Linked DNA regions of Macaca mulatta: region 1 is linked to region 2. Evidence: chromatin contacts called from public Hi-C data. All regions are on one chromosome and are shown on one strand. The core of a region is the stretch at or near the end of the contact, and the rest is flanking DNA. Distances in the headings are between cores, read along the strand shown.

Region 1 (6,760 bases), core at 1,180-3,679, 110 kb before region 2:
CAGATGCAATGGCTGAAGACATGGAGAAACTGAGGCCCCGGCTAAAGAAGGTCCACATCAGAGAATTGGTGCTCGCCATCACAATAATGCCTAAGACGCATAAACCCATGCTCACCTGCAGGAGAAAGTGTCACTGCAGCCACATCCACCCTGCACAGCAACCTGCAGACCCCCTCACAGCACAGCCAGCGCTGTGGCTGCTGGCACCCAGGCTCCTACTGAGCTCCCACTACAGCTCAGAGGGCCTCAGAGCTTTTCTGCACAGGGCTTCATTTAACCCTCAGTGGGCAGCAGACCCATCTTACAAGTAAAGCAAATTCAGAGAAGACACTCATTTGGCCACCTTGCTGGCCATACGATCTTGGGAAGAAGCAAAATGCTAATCCAAAGTCAGTATTTTCTACTGACACCAGCCCCTTATTGGTCTTACAATGACCAGTGCCTGAAGATCAGTCCCAGAGGGCCAAGTAGTTCTTACTCCGTAGGTAGTATGAGTTAAGTCAGGGATGGAGTTCTTACTTCTTGAGATCAGGGAAAGCACGAATTAGCGATGTATGCTCTGTATTCCCACCCCCAAATCCTATACAAGTTATAGCCCAGCAAGGCTCACCCCCTCTGGGCATTCTTGAGCTTTTACTCTGTGTTAGGCCCTGTGCTAAGAGTTTAAGCATTCTCATTTATTCCTTAACTTCATTTTACAGATAAAGACCCAGGGGCATCAAGTAACTTTCTTAAAGTGCTACCGTGATGAGAGCCACCAGGCTTCACAATCAGGCAGTGTACCTCCATGCTCTTAACTAGGACACAGTCCTGCCTGGGGGAAACACCACCTCAGACTATTTAGTGATCCCAGACATTCCTTGGAGAACTTGCAGATAATTTCTTTCTTTTTTAAAGGAGAAAGTCTCAAGAAAAGAGAGGATCTTTAGAAGCCTCCTACACAAAGGATATGCAGCCCCCCTTGCTTGGTGGTGAGTTAGAAGCCGGCCTGGAGACAAGGCGAGGAGGGGAGGGTGCGGGGGGCGGAATCTAAGTATCATATTTATTACTTGTAGTGGTTTCTCAGCAGCTGAACACATAGTGTCTTGAGAAAAAGGTGCTTTCTTATAACTTACACCAGAGTGTCCAGTCTTTTGGCTTCCCTGGGCCACACTGGAAGAATTGTCTTGGGTCACACATATAATACACTAGCACTAATGATAGCTGATGAGCTAAAAACAGTAAAAATAAAATCGCAAAAAAATTCATGTTTTCAGTTTACAAATTTGTGTTGGGTCGCGAGTTGGACAACCTTGTCTTACACAAAGCAGCATATGGGCCAGTGGCAACCTGCTTACATAAAGGGTTATGAAGGTCTGGTTCATGACAACAAACTTCATGGCCCATACAAAGTTATTCATTTTACTTTCGACTACCTACCCTATGAACTACACCCAATGGGATACTAACCTCAAGCATGGCAGCTCCTACTGGATTAGCCCTAAATAGGCTTAACCCTAAATAATCAGTGACCACTGTCCAGGTCAGAGGCTAACCCTGGGCTGCAGATGCAATGAAACCCCTCTAGCAAGCAGAGGCTGGTCTACGACATGGGACGGGAGAGGCAGAGATACACCTTAGCAGACGCCAGGAGGCAAGTTTGGGAGTTCTCAGCGTCAGGAAAACAACCAGAACGTCTCTGTCAGTATCTGCTTATGCCTACAGTATCCCAAACTCCCAATTTTCCTGGTAGTGGGGCAGACAGGTCATCTGGTCACAATACCCGTTAATTACGGAGTAAAGGGATGGGCAACAGGCTTCTCACCTTAAGAGTCACGTGGAGAGAAATGTTCAGGCACAAGGGACTTAAAATGAGAGGTAGAGGGTGGATGTAGGAGGTGTAGGTCTTCCCCGAGAGCGAACTAGCCCAACCGGAGAAAAGGTTTTAGGTCCCTGGTAAGGGAGGAGGCCTCAGTCCCCGACGTCTCTTACCGCCTACACTGGACGAGGGTTTGGCGTGATTAGAGGCGAAACACACTCTCCCACCCCAGCTGACCGCAGCGCCGTGCGCGGCCGGGGGCCCCAGCCGGACAGACCGGCGAGGGTGCGGCGGCGCCCTGTGCCCACCCCCGCCCCACCCCAGGAGCCCCGCGGGCCCCGCAGCGCCCCTCCTCCGCCCAGCGCCGCCCAGCCCGCCCGCCCGCAGCAGCAGCAGCAGCAGCGCCCCGGGCTCGACCTCGCTGCCGAAGGCCAGCTTGGCGGAGGCGGCGGCCAGGGCCCCGAACGCGCCGGCGCACAGGCAGTTGAATACGCCCCAAAAGCGGCGCCGCATTGCACCCGCCTGGAGGTGCGGAGGGAATTCCGCAGGGGTGTCGGGGTAGGCGGTCGCAGACACGGCGCCGCCCGGAGGCCGCGGCCTCTCGGCCATGTTGCCCGCTGCCACCGTGCCTGGCGCCAGCCGCCAGCAGGACCGAGCGCGCGCCACGATTGGACGGCAGCCTCACGTGACGCGGCGCTCCCGTGACGCGGCGCTCCCGCAGGCACTTTGGGAATCGCTCCCCGGCGCCTCGGAGGGGGCGGGCCAGGGGGCGTGGCAGAGCCTCAGGGCTATGGTGGCCTCAGGCTTACTCTGTAGTAGGTTTGTGCTTCCCGAGAGGACGCCGGGACCCGAGGCCTAAGGCCGAGCCGGGTACTGTGGACGCTGTGGTAGTAGGTAAACATCTCGCGGCTTAGCCGTCTCCATCCCGGCCACCGGGTCCCGGTGAAAGTTATTAAAGATGCCGAACGGGCCCCGCCTCGGCCCACCGAGTCCATACAGGTCGACCAGGCCTCCTCCGCTCCACCCTCCAGCCTGAGGACGCCGTACCGAGATCTTCGGCAGAGGGCGCTGGGTACCGTTAGACCCAGAAAGACGCCAGAGCCCCAGATGGGGACAAGCGCATCACAGAAAACCAAAAAATGCGGATCCGCGATGAGAGGAAGATAGTAATCCATAATCAAGCCACGCAGAATCAACATGACTTCTAATCTCCTATTGCACTTACATGTTTAAAATGTTTACGGCCGGGCGTGGTAGCTCACGCCTGTAATCCCAGCGCTTTGGGAGGCCTAGGCGGGCGGATCACCTGAAGTTGGAAGTTCCAGACCAGCCTGACCAACATGGAGAAACCCCGTCTCTACTAAAAATACAAAATTAGCCAGGCGTGGTGAGCATGCCTGTAATCCCAACTACTCGGGATGCTGAGGCAGGAGAAGCGCTTGAACCCAGGAGGCGTTGGTTGTGGTGAGCCCAGATCGTGCCATTGCACTCCAGCCTGGGCAACAAGAGTGAACTCCGTCTCAAAAATAGAAATAAAATGTTCCCATTTAAAAATTACATTCCCTTGAAAATAAAGTGGTGTTGAAATGTATAAAGTGCTGTTGCAACTCTCCAGGAAAATCAATGTTAATAGAGCATTTTTCTATATGTCTATTGTTATATACAGTTAAAGTGTTTTAAAAAATTATAGAATGTATATGCATTTTTTAAACAAAAATTATTTCGCAGTTGAACATACTGATCAGCAGCATTCTTTTTGTATCTTATGTTTAGCAACTTTTTATGGAAGTCCTTCCACACTGTGCTGCTTCTCTCACAGGGTGGTTTTGTGGCTCAAATAAAAGCACGGATAAGGCTGAGCGCGGTGGCTCACACCTGTAATCCCAGCACTTTGGGAGGCTGAGGTGGGTGACTATGAGGTCAGGAGTTCAAGACCAGCCTGGTCAAGATGGTGAAACTCCATCTCTACTAAAAGTACAAAAAAAAATTAGCCAGGCATGGTGGCAGGCACCTGTAATCCCAGCTACTCGGGAAGCTGAGGCAAATAATTGCTTGAACCTGGAGGCAGAGGTTGCAGTGAGCCGAAATTGCACCACTGCCTTCTAGCCTGGGTGACAGAGTAAGACTCTGTCTCAAAAAAAAAAAAAAAAAAAAAAAAAAGCACGGGTAATTTCAGTAACGCCGATATAGTACAAACTGTCCCATTTTGCAGATGAGGAAATAGGCTCAGAGGTCTCACTGCACCACTCCATTGAGTAAAGAGCTGCTCAAAGATGATACCCTCTGAAAGCTCTTATGAGGAAATCAAGAGGTGTTGCATTGATCAACTCTGCATGCATTAAGAATGTAAAGCGAATTTTCTTAGAACAAATGATGCCTCTACTAGTACTAAAGGTTAAGCATCTCAGAGCCACCTCCTCTGTAAAGCCGTCTCTGCTACTCCCCTACCTTCATACCAGTCCTGTGGTTGTTCCTCTGGTTGTCTGTCTCTCTGCTAGCCTGCAAGCTCCTTGAGGGCAGGGACTATATCGTTGTTAATCTCCGGGTCCCCAGCCCTGGTGATGATGGGCTAAAGTGATGCCATCCTCAGACACTGCTGAGAAGTGATTTCTGCCTCTTCGAAACTACTGTGTACACACATCACCTAGGGATCTTGCTAAGATGAAGATTCTGATTAGGTCTACAGCTAGACTGAATTTTGTTTGTTTTTAGAGGGACACAGGGTCTCTGTCACCGAGGCTAGGGTGCAATGGTGTAATCATGGCTCACTTCAGCCTTGAGCTGCCAGGCTCAAGCCATCCTCTCCATTCAGCCTCCTGAGTAACTAAGACTACAGGCATGTACCATCAAACCCAGACAATTTTTTCTTTTTCTTTTTTTTTTTTGAGACAGGGTCTTGCTTTGCCAGCCTGGCGTACAATGGCGGATCATAGCTCACTGCAGCCTCAACCTGCTGGGCTCAAGTGATTCTCCCACTTCAGCCTCCTGAGTAGCAGGGACTATGGGTGCATCATGCCTGGCTAATTTTTGTATTGTTTTGTATAGACAGGATTTGACATGTTGCCCAGGCTGGTCTTGAACCCCTGAGTTCAAGTGATCCACCTACTTTGGCCTCCCAAAATGCTGGGATTATGGGCATGTGCCACTGCACCCCAGCCCCCAGCTCCAAAAATTAGATTCCGGCCCTCCAACCCCACAACAGGACCTAATTAACCTCACCTTCAAGGTGTACAATAATAGAGGCAGCCAAGTAGCAATGTATTTCTGAGTTGCAATTACTTGCCTCCACTGTGAGAGAAACCCCAGCCACATCTCCAGCACGCAAGAACTTCAAAACGTCTGAACCACAGTGGCCAGGCATTCCTTCAGGACTGCCTCTCCCAGGATCTTGCTTCAAGTGCTGGAAATCTGGCCACTGGGCCAAGAAATGCCCAAAGCCCGGGATTCCTCCTAAGCCATGTCCCAACTGTGCAGGACCCCACTAGAAATCGGACTGTCCAACTCGCCCGGCAGTTGGACACTCCCAGAGCCCCTGGAACTCTGGCCCAAGGCTCTCTGACTGACTCCTTCCCAGATCTTCTCAGCTTAGCAGCTGAAGACTGATGCTGCCCGATCGCCTTGGAGGACCCCTGGACCGTCATGGACACCGAGCTTCGGGTAACTCTTACAGCGGAGGATAAGTGCATCCCCTTCTTAATCAATACAGAGGCTACCAACTCCACATTACCTTCTTTTCAAGGGCCTGTTTCCCTTGCCTCCATAACTGTTGTGGGTATTGACGGCCAGGCTTTTAAACCTCTTAAAACTCCCCAACTCTGGTGCCAACTTGGACAACATTCTTTAATACACTCCTTTTTATTTATCCTCACATGCCCAGTTCCCTTATTAGGCGGAAACATTTTAACCAAATTATCTGCTTCCCTGATTATTCCTGGACTACAGCCACATCTCATTGCCACCCTTCTTCCCAACCCAAAGCCTCCTTTGCGTCTTCCTCTTGTATCCCCCCACCTTAACCCACAAGTATGGGACACCTCCACTCCCTCTCTGGCAACTGATCACACGCCCATTACTATCCCATTAAAATATAATCATCCTTACCCTGCTCAACGCCAGTATCCCATCCCACAACAGGCTTTAAGGGGATTAAAGCTTGTTATCACTTGCCTGCTACACAGCATGGGCTCCTAAAACCTATAATCTCTCCTTACAATTCTCCCATTTTACCTGTTCAAAAAGAGGACAAGTCTTACAGGTTAGTTCAGGATCTGTGCCTTATCAACCAAATTGTTTTGCCTGTCCACCCCGTGGTGCCAAACCCGTACACTCTTTTGTCCTCAATACCTTCCTCCACAACCCACTGTTCCGTTCTTGATCTTAAAGATGCTTTTTTCACTATTCCTCTACACCCCTCGTCCCAGCCTCTCTTTGCTTTTACCTGGACTGACCCTGACACCCATCAGTCCCAGCAGCTTATCTGGGCTGTACTGCCACAAGGCTTCAGGGACAGCCCTCATTACTTCAGCCAAGCTCTTTCTCATGATTTACTTTCTTTCCACCCCTCCGTTTCTCACCTTATTCAATATATTGATGACCTTCTACTTTGTAGCCCCTCCTACTCAACAAGACACCCTCCTGCTCCTTCAACATTTATTCTCCAAGGGGTATCAGGTATCTCCCTCCAAAGCTCAAATTTCTTCTCCATCTGTTACCTACCTCAGCATAATTCTTCATAAAAACATACATGCTGTCCCTGCCGATCATGTCCGATTGATCTCTCAAACCCCAACCCCTTCTACAAAACAACACCTCTCCTTCCTGGCCATGGTTGGATACTTTCACCTTTGGATACCTGGTTGTGCCATCCTAACAAAACCATTATATAAACTCACAAAAGGAACCCTAGCTGATCCCATAGATCCTGAATCCTTTCCCCATTCCTCTTTCCGTTCCTTGAAGACA
Region 2 (7,389 bases), core at 199-2,698:
CATCATAAAGGGAAGTGCTCCCACCACTTTAAGAAAGGCTCTCAAATTTGGTTTTCTTCTGAGCCCTTAGTCACATACATATATCTCATTAAATAAGCAGATACTTTACTTATTTAACAGGCATCAATTTTTTTGGCTTGAGTCCAGATCCATAAGGTGGAAACAAAGAACAAACAGTATGATTGTTCAGAAAGCAGGATGAACATTTCTCTCCAATAAGGTACCATTTTGTGAGCTCATAGTCCTTGAATACTGAAAATGATGAAGGAAAAGGAATATTTTAGATGGAAAAAGGTAGCATAAAGAGGTGTTCCAATAAAAGTGCGATCGACCTAAAAGGTTACTGAAACAACAAACCCATCAAAAACAACTATAATTGACAGAAAGCTAGAAACATTAACGCTGTTGGAAAGCTCAAATGACAGAAGTTCACAAATTCTTAATCATCTGATCTAGGCCTCTCCTTATTACCATTCAGACCACTCACAAAGATCCCATTAAATCAGCTCATAATCAGGTTCACAAAAACAAGACTCCTTAAGAGATGTGGCAATGTAAGAAGTGGCGCACGTACACAGGCACAGCAAAAGACTACATTAGTGAAAACTGTAGGGTTTATCATAAGCAAAAATGACAGTGCTCTCCTCCGTGAAAAAGAGAAAGAAATCGGACGGGTCTCCTTTAAGTGAAAATAGAGACTGTGACAACACAGACATTGCTGACATCTGTGTTTTAACATTCCATTTACTTAAGGGAAAAAGAGAAAGAAGTGTTTGGAATATAAATAAACCCTTCCCTATAGGAAGGTCAGAAATGTGGAAATACGCAGACGCTGGTGGGAGCAAAAGCCGATCCTGAAACAAGGATATCTAGAGAGGTAGCCCTGGTCGGGATGTGGGAAGAGGCCTGCGAAGAAACAGCAGAACCGAGGGAAAGAAAGGGAAGAACGGCAGGTCCACTGCTCATCCCGAGCGCCTACAACTGCGCCAGACTCCTAGCATGCGCACAGGACACGGAAGGGATGACCTTTTCGGCTAGCGTATTGTCTTTGAGCGACAGAGAGGGATTCCCAAACGCCCCCGCCCGTCACTCAGCTCCTGCAGTTCATGCCCAGCAAGAACCTTGCCGGCGGTCCGAGGTTGCCATCCTTTCACAGCTGTATTTGGGGGCAAAGATAGGGTAACGAAGTCTGGGGTCCAGACTTACTTTTGCAGCCGGGTGCCATAGCGCCCTCACCCCTCGATCCCGGGAACAATGCAGCCGACGCCTCCACCTCCCGACTGCGCCGCGCGCGACTGAATTCCTCCCGCTCAAGATGGCCGCGAATTTGAATTTGGCGCTTGTATCCGACGTTGACGCCCGAATGGAGGCCGCCATGTTGCCCGGTCTACGCATCAGGGGCGTGGTCCAGTTGACGTCACAGCTAAGCGCCTCTGTATCGTCGCGAATCGGTCGCGGAACCTGTCTTTACCTAGAGCTACCATGAGCAAGCGGAACCAGGTATCGTACGTACGGCCAGCCGAGCCAGCGTTTCTGGCCCGCTTCAAGGAACGGGTCGGCTACAGGGAGGGACCCACCATAGAGACTAAGGTGAGCCCTCACCAGTCGTGTTACTTCGGAAGCGCGGCCAGCCTGCCACTTTCAACTTTTGCCTTTACTTGGAGGGTGGGTGCTGTCGGGTCCCTCTTTTCACCCGCGCTCGGCACCAATTCCGGTGGAACTCGGACCCCCAGCCTGGTTCTTTTCAAGCGACTACAGCCCCCTACGCCCAGAAAGCTCTGTAGGTTTCAGAGCGCTGCTGTTTTCCTAAAAATGACCTTACATGTAAACCGCCTGGTCCTTGGTAGATGGTAAAGAAAGATCACTTTCTTGTCTCTTCTTTCTCTCTTGTTTACCTCAAAAGCTGTGAGTTCGCAGGGTGAGTTAGAGTTACAGCGTCGTCCCATATTCCAGATAAGGACACAGGCCACTCGATCAAATGACCCCCGCCCGAACCGTGTCCTAGGACTCGAGTGTGGAACGTCTTCGGAGGAATGTCCTGAATCTGTTTCTATGCTTTGTTAAGTTAAAAAAAAAAAAATTAAAAAATATAGAGAGAAGGTCGGGCACAGTGGCTCACGCCTGTAATCCCAGCACTTTGGGGGGCCGAGGCAGTCGGATCGCGAGGTCAGGAGATCTAGACCATCCTAGCTAACACAGTGAAACCCCGTCTCTACCAAAAATATAAAAAATTACCTGGGCGTGGTGGCGGGCGCCTGTAGTCCCAGCTACTCAGGAGGCTGAGGCAGGAGAATGGTGTGAACGCGGGAGTCGGAGCTTGCAGTGAGCGGAGATCGCGCCACTGCACTCCAGCCCGGGCGACAGAGCAAGACTCCGTCTAAAAAAACAAACAAACAAAAAAAGTAGCCAAAAGCCCTAAATATCCTGGGTCTAAATAGAAGAAGAGGAGCTTCAGGAAAGAGCCACACCTGACTACTGTTGTTTAGGGCTGAAGGGATCAGTATTGAACACATGAATGACAAGAAAGCAAAACAGCTTAAGTTGCTGATACAGAGAAAGTTTTAGTGGTCTAGATAGAAGAGCAAACCAGCCACAACATTCCCTTTAACCAAAGTGTAATCTAGAGCAAGGTCCTAACTCTTTTCAATCCTATGAAGTCTGAGACATGTGAGAAAGCTGCAGAAGAAAAGAGTGAAGCTAACAGAGGTTGGTTCATGAGGTTTAAGAAAAGAAGCCATCTCCATAACATAAAAGTATGAGATGAAGAAGCAAATTATTCAGATCTAGCTAAGATAGTTGATGAAAATGGTTGCACTAAACAGGTTTTCAATGTAGATGAAACAGCCTTCTATTGGAAAAAGATGCCATCTAGGACTTTGTTTTTTTTGTTGGTGGTGGTTGTTTTTGAGACAGGGTCTCACTCTGTCACCCAGGCTAGAGTGCAGTGGTGCAATCACAGCTCACTGCAGCCTTGACCTCCTGGGCTCAAGTGATCCTCCTGCCTCAGTCTCCCAAGTAGCTGGGACTACAGGCACGCACCACCACTGGGTAATTTTTGTATTTTTTTATAGAGACAGGATCCCACTGTGTTGCCAAGGCTGGTCTCAAACTCCTGGACTCAAGCAATCCTCCCACTTTAGCCTCTCAAAGCCTCTCAAAAAACACTATGCCTGTCCCATTTAGGACTTTCATAGCTAGAGAGAAGTCAGTGACTGGCTTCAAATTTTCAAAGGACAGGTTAACACTCGTTAGGGGCTAATGCAGCTGGTGACTTTTAAGTTGAAGTTAATATTTACCATTCCAAAACTCCTAGGGTCCTTAAGAATTACACTAAATCTCATCTACCTGTGCTCTAGAAATGGAAAAACAAAACCTTGATGACAGCACATCTCTTTATAGTATGGTTTACTGAATTATTTTAAGCCCACTGTTGAGACCTACTGCTCAGAAAAAAAAGATTATTTCAATATATTACTGCTGATTGACAATACACCTGGTCACCCAAGAGCTCTGATGGAGATCTACAAGGAGATTAATGTGGTTTTCATGCTTGCTAACACAACATCCATTCTGCAGCCCATGGATCAAGGAGTAATTTCTATTTTCAGTCTTATTGTTTAAGAAATAACAGCCAGGCACAGTGGCTCACACTTGCAATCCCAGCACTTTGGGAAGTCAAGGCAGGTGGATTGCTTGAGCCCAGGAGTTCAAGACCAGCCTGGCCAACATGGTGAGACCCCATCTCTACAAAAAATACAAAATTTAGCCAAGTGTGGTGGCATGCACCTGTGGTCCCAGCTACTTGGGAGGCTGAGGTGGGAGGATCCCCTGACCCCAGGTAGGTTGAGGCTGCAGTCAGCCATGATCGCACCACTGCACTCCAGCCTGGGTAACCGAGCCAGACCCTGTCTCAAAACGAAACAAAACAAAACAAAAAGTCAAAACATTTGTAAGGCTACAGCTGCCATGGATAGTGATTCCTCTGATGCATCTGGATATTGTAAATTGAAAACTTTATGGAAAGGTTTCACCATTCTAGACACGTTAAGAACATCCATGATTCATGGGAAGAGGGCAAAATATCAGCATTAACAGGAATTTGGAAGAGGTTGATTCCAACCTTCATGGATGACTTTGAGAGGTTCAGGCCTTCAGTGGAGGAAGTAATTGCAGGTGTGGTAGAACAAGGAAAAGAACTAAAATTAGAAGTAGAGCCTGAAAATGTAATTAAGTTGTTGCAGTCTCATAAAAATTGAACACATGAGTTGCTTCTTATTGATGAGCAAAGAAAGTGGTTTATTGAAATGGAATCTACTTCTGGTGAAGATGCTGTGAACATTGTTGAAATGTCAACAAAGGATTTAGAGTAAACTTACTTGGTAAAGCAGCAGCAGGTTTAAGAGGACTGATTCCAATTTTGAAAGGAGTTCAGCTGTGGGTAAAATGCTATGAAACAGCATTGCAGCATCACAAAAGAGAAATCTTTTGTGAAAGGAAGACTCAATTAATGCAGCAAACTTCATCATTGTCTCATTTTAAAAAATTGCCACAGCCACCCCGCCTTTCAGCACCCACCACCCTCATCAGTCAACATCCATCAGCATCAAGGGCAGACCCTTCACTGGCAAAAAGATGAGGACTCACTGAAGGCTCAGATGAGCTTTAACGTTGTTAGCAATAAAGTATTTTTAAATTAAGGTGGGTACATCTTCCAAACTCCTGTTAATGTTAATATTTTGCCTTCTCCCATGAATCGTGGATGTTCTTAATGGGATCTAGATTTTTTTTAGACATAATGATACTGCATACTTAATACTAACTGTAGTTAGTGTATAGTGTAAACATAACTTTTATGTAAACTGGGAAACCAGAAAATTTGTGTGACAGTTTATTTTGATGCTTGCTTTGTTGTGGTGATCTGGAACCAAATCTGTGGTATCTTCAAGGTATGCCAGTAGGATGAGTATGTGCTAACCCCATGCACTGTGCCAGGCTCTGAAAGGATGAAGAGATGGATCTCCAAAATGCCATGTTCTTTAACACTTCCTGCCCTATTTTCACAGGTCACCATCTCTCCGAAACCCTTCAAAGCTCTCCAAACAGTTACTCTTTCTCTGTTTTTCTCTTTACCTTATCCATATCTTACCTATAACACTCATTTTATATTGCAACTACTTGCTTTCCTGTTTATCTTCACCACTAGATTGAACTCTTTAAGTTAGTATCTTAATCCTTCCATATTTTCCCAGCACCTAGCACAGTGCCTGGCACTAAGTAGTGGTCTTGTATTTGTTAATGACTCTGCTTGTTATCAGGTTAGACTTCGTGGAGGAGGGATATTTAGGTAGACTCTTGAGCATGGTTAGGTCAGTAGGTAGAGATGAAGAGAATAGCATGGGTAAAGGTGTAGAGATTTGAGAGTCATGGACTATATATAGCAGTATTAGAGGGACTAGTGGAGGTGAGGTCATGTGGACTATTTAGTAAGCAACAGGGAGCCATTTTTTTCTTAGAGGTAACACAGGGAATGACTGATCCCCATGACTAAAAATAGGGATGATGACAAAGAGGATAAGGTTTGAGAAAAGGGACATAGATTCAGCAATGAGAAGACGAGACTCAGCTTTACTTTGCTTGAGGTCCTGGTGATGACCCTGTACACACAGTTGACAGCTTGAAGGTTACAGCTTGGAATGCTCTCTTAAGAGAACTTTGGGAATCCTTTCCAAGTAATGTCAGTGATTTTCGCTTATTTATGTACTCAAGGGAATTTCCCTTAGAGAAGTACGCCATGTTTCAGTGTAAGAACCACTTCATTTTTAATCAGTTTGGCAATATACAGTATTCCCCTATTATGTTCCAAGACTCCCAGTGGCTTCCTGAAACCGTGGATAATACTGAATTCTATATATGTTTTTTCCCATACATGTATACTTATGGTGAAGTTTACTATATAAATTAGGAATATCAGCAGAGTAGTAACTAATAATAGAACAATTATAACAGTATACTCTAGTACAAGTTATATGAATTTGCTTGTTTGCTTGCTGTCTCTAAATATTTTATTATACTGTACTCACCCTTCTTTCATACTACAGTTGACCACAGGTAACTGAAATTGTGGAACATGAAATTGAGGATAAGGAGGGGATTACTGTAGTCAGGATTTTAGTCATCTATTAACAAAAATAAATGAGTTTCATGGGAAATCATTCTGCAGTTAAGCTAAATCATCCTATTCACTTTTTTTATTTTTATTTTTTTTGAGGTGGAGTCTTGCTCTGTTGCTTAGGCTGAAATACAGTGACTCAATCTCAGCTCACTGCAACCTCTGCCTTTTGGGTTGAAGCGATTCTCCTGCCTCAGCCTCCCAAGTAGGTGGGATTACAGGTGCCCACCACCACGCCCAGGTAATTTTTGTATTTTTAGTAGAGATGGGGGGTTTCACCATGTTTGCCAGGCTAGTCTTGAACTGCTAACCTCAAGTGATCCACCTGCCTAGGCCTCCCAAAGTGCTGGGATTACAGGCGTGAGCCACTGCGCCTGGCCCTATTCACTTGCTTGAGAGTTAATTCAGAAATGTCTTTGAACAGTCATCAGTGGCTCCTGCCACTGTCCTTAGACTGTTTCTCTTGTTTTCCAGGCAGTCACATTTAAAAAAAAGAAGAAGAGAGTCAGAATTAATTATTCTCAATTTAAGAAACAAAAGGAATGATTTTATTTCACCTTCCCATATTTTTGGCTAAAAAAACTTATTACCTATTTGTGGTCATTTATTGGAGACTTTCAGAGAAAAACAGGCAGAAACTGATGAATAATCAGTGAAGTAACATGAATACCATTAAAGAGAATGTACTTGTCCAGTGATAGAGCAGACTTGGGAACTTTGAGATATAGTCAGAATGGCAAAGCAACTTGCCAGGGCTTCACGTAGTTCATCATTTTCCATTCTGTTTATCATTCATGAGTAGATCAACAAATAGTTCTGGAAGTCCTGCCTCTCCAGAAGGCACTTGCCCAATGGAAACCAGCAGAAAAACATTGGTGCCACAGTGCAGTACATGCTGCCTATGAGCTATGCACAGTGTAAGAAACAAGAGGAGGTGAGATTTAGGTAAGTACTTCAAGAGGCTCTGAATCTGGAAGGCAACTTCAAGAAGTTGGTCAGGGGCTGTGGGGCTTAAAAGGCAGTAGGAATTTGTTCAGAGACAGGGAAAGCAAAGGAGCTAATATATTTATAAATCTCCAAGTACTCAAACCTTGCCATGCCAGAGTCTAGATGCCATGAGAGAGTGGTACAGGATAAAGCTGTGGTTATGGGCTGAGGCTAATTCTTGCAGGGCTTTGTTGCCTTGTTTGGGAGACAAGGAAGTCTCTGTGAGAAGTGAA

Evidence for each region. Hi-C and Micro-C count contacts between places; a contact is called where the count stands out from the background.
Region 1: a contact with region 2 is called in a Hi-C map of CD4 T cells, with 2.9 times the contacts expected there. The contact joins the promoter of TMEM42 here to the promoter of KIAA1143 in region 2. A contact is called at or near these places in 2 of 14 Hi-C or Micro-C datasets (CD4 T cells and liver).

Annotation. Positions count from the first base shown.
Region 1 is chr2:108,194,820-108,201,579 of T2T-MMU8v2.0, reverse strand. TMEM42 (transmembrane protein 42) reads right to left here and starts at 2,429. Exons shown (of 3, transcript NM_001194661.1): 1 at 2,216-2,429; 2 at 1-115. The coding sequence starts at 2,407.
Region 2 is chr2:108,086,860-108,094,248 of T2T-MMU8v2.0, reverse strand. KIAA1143 reads left to right here and starts at 1,448. Exons shown (of 3, transcript NM_001266705.1): 1 at 1,448-1,590. The coding sequence starts at 1,483. It overlaps KIF15 (kinesin family member 15), which reads right to left and starts at 1,425. Exons shown (of 34, transcript XM_077992276.1): 1 at 1,207-1,425. The coding sequence starts at 1,225.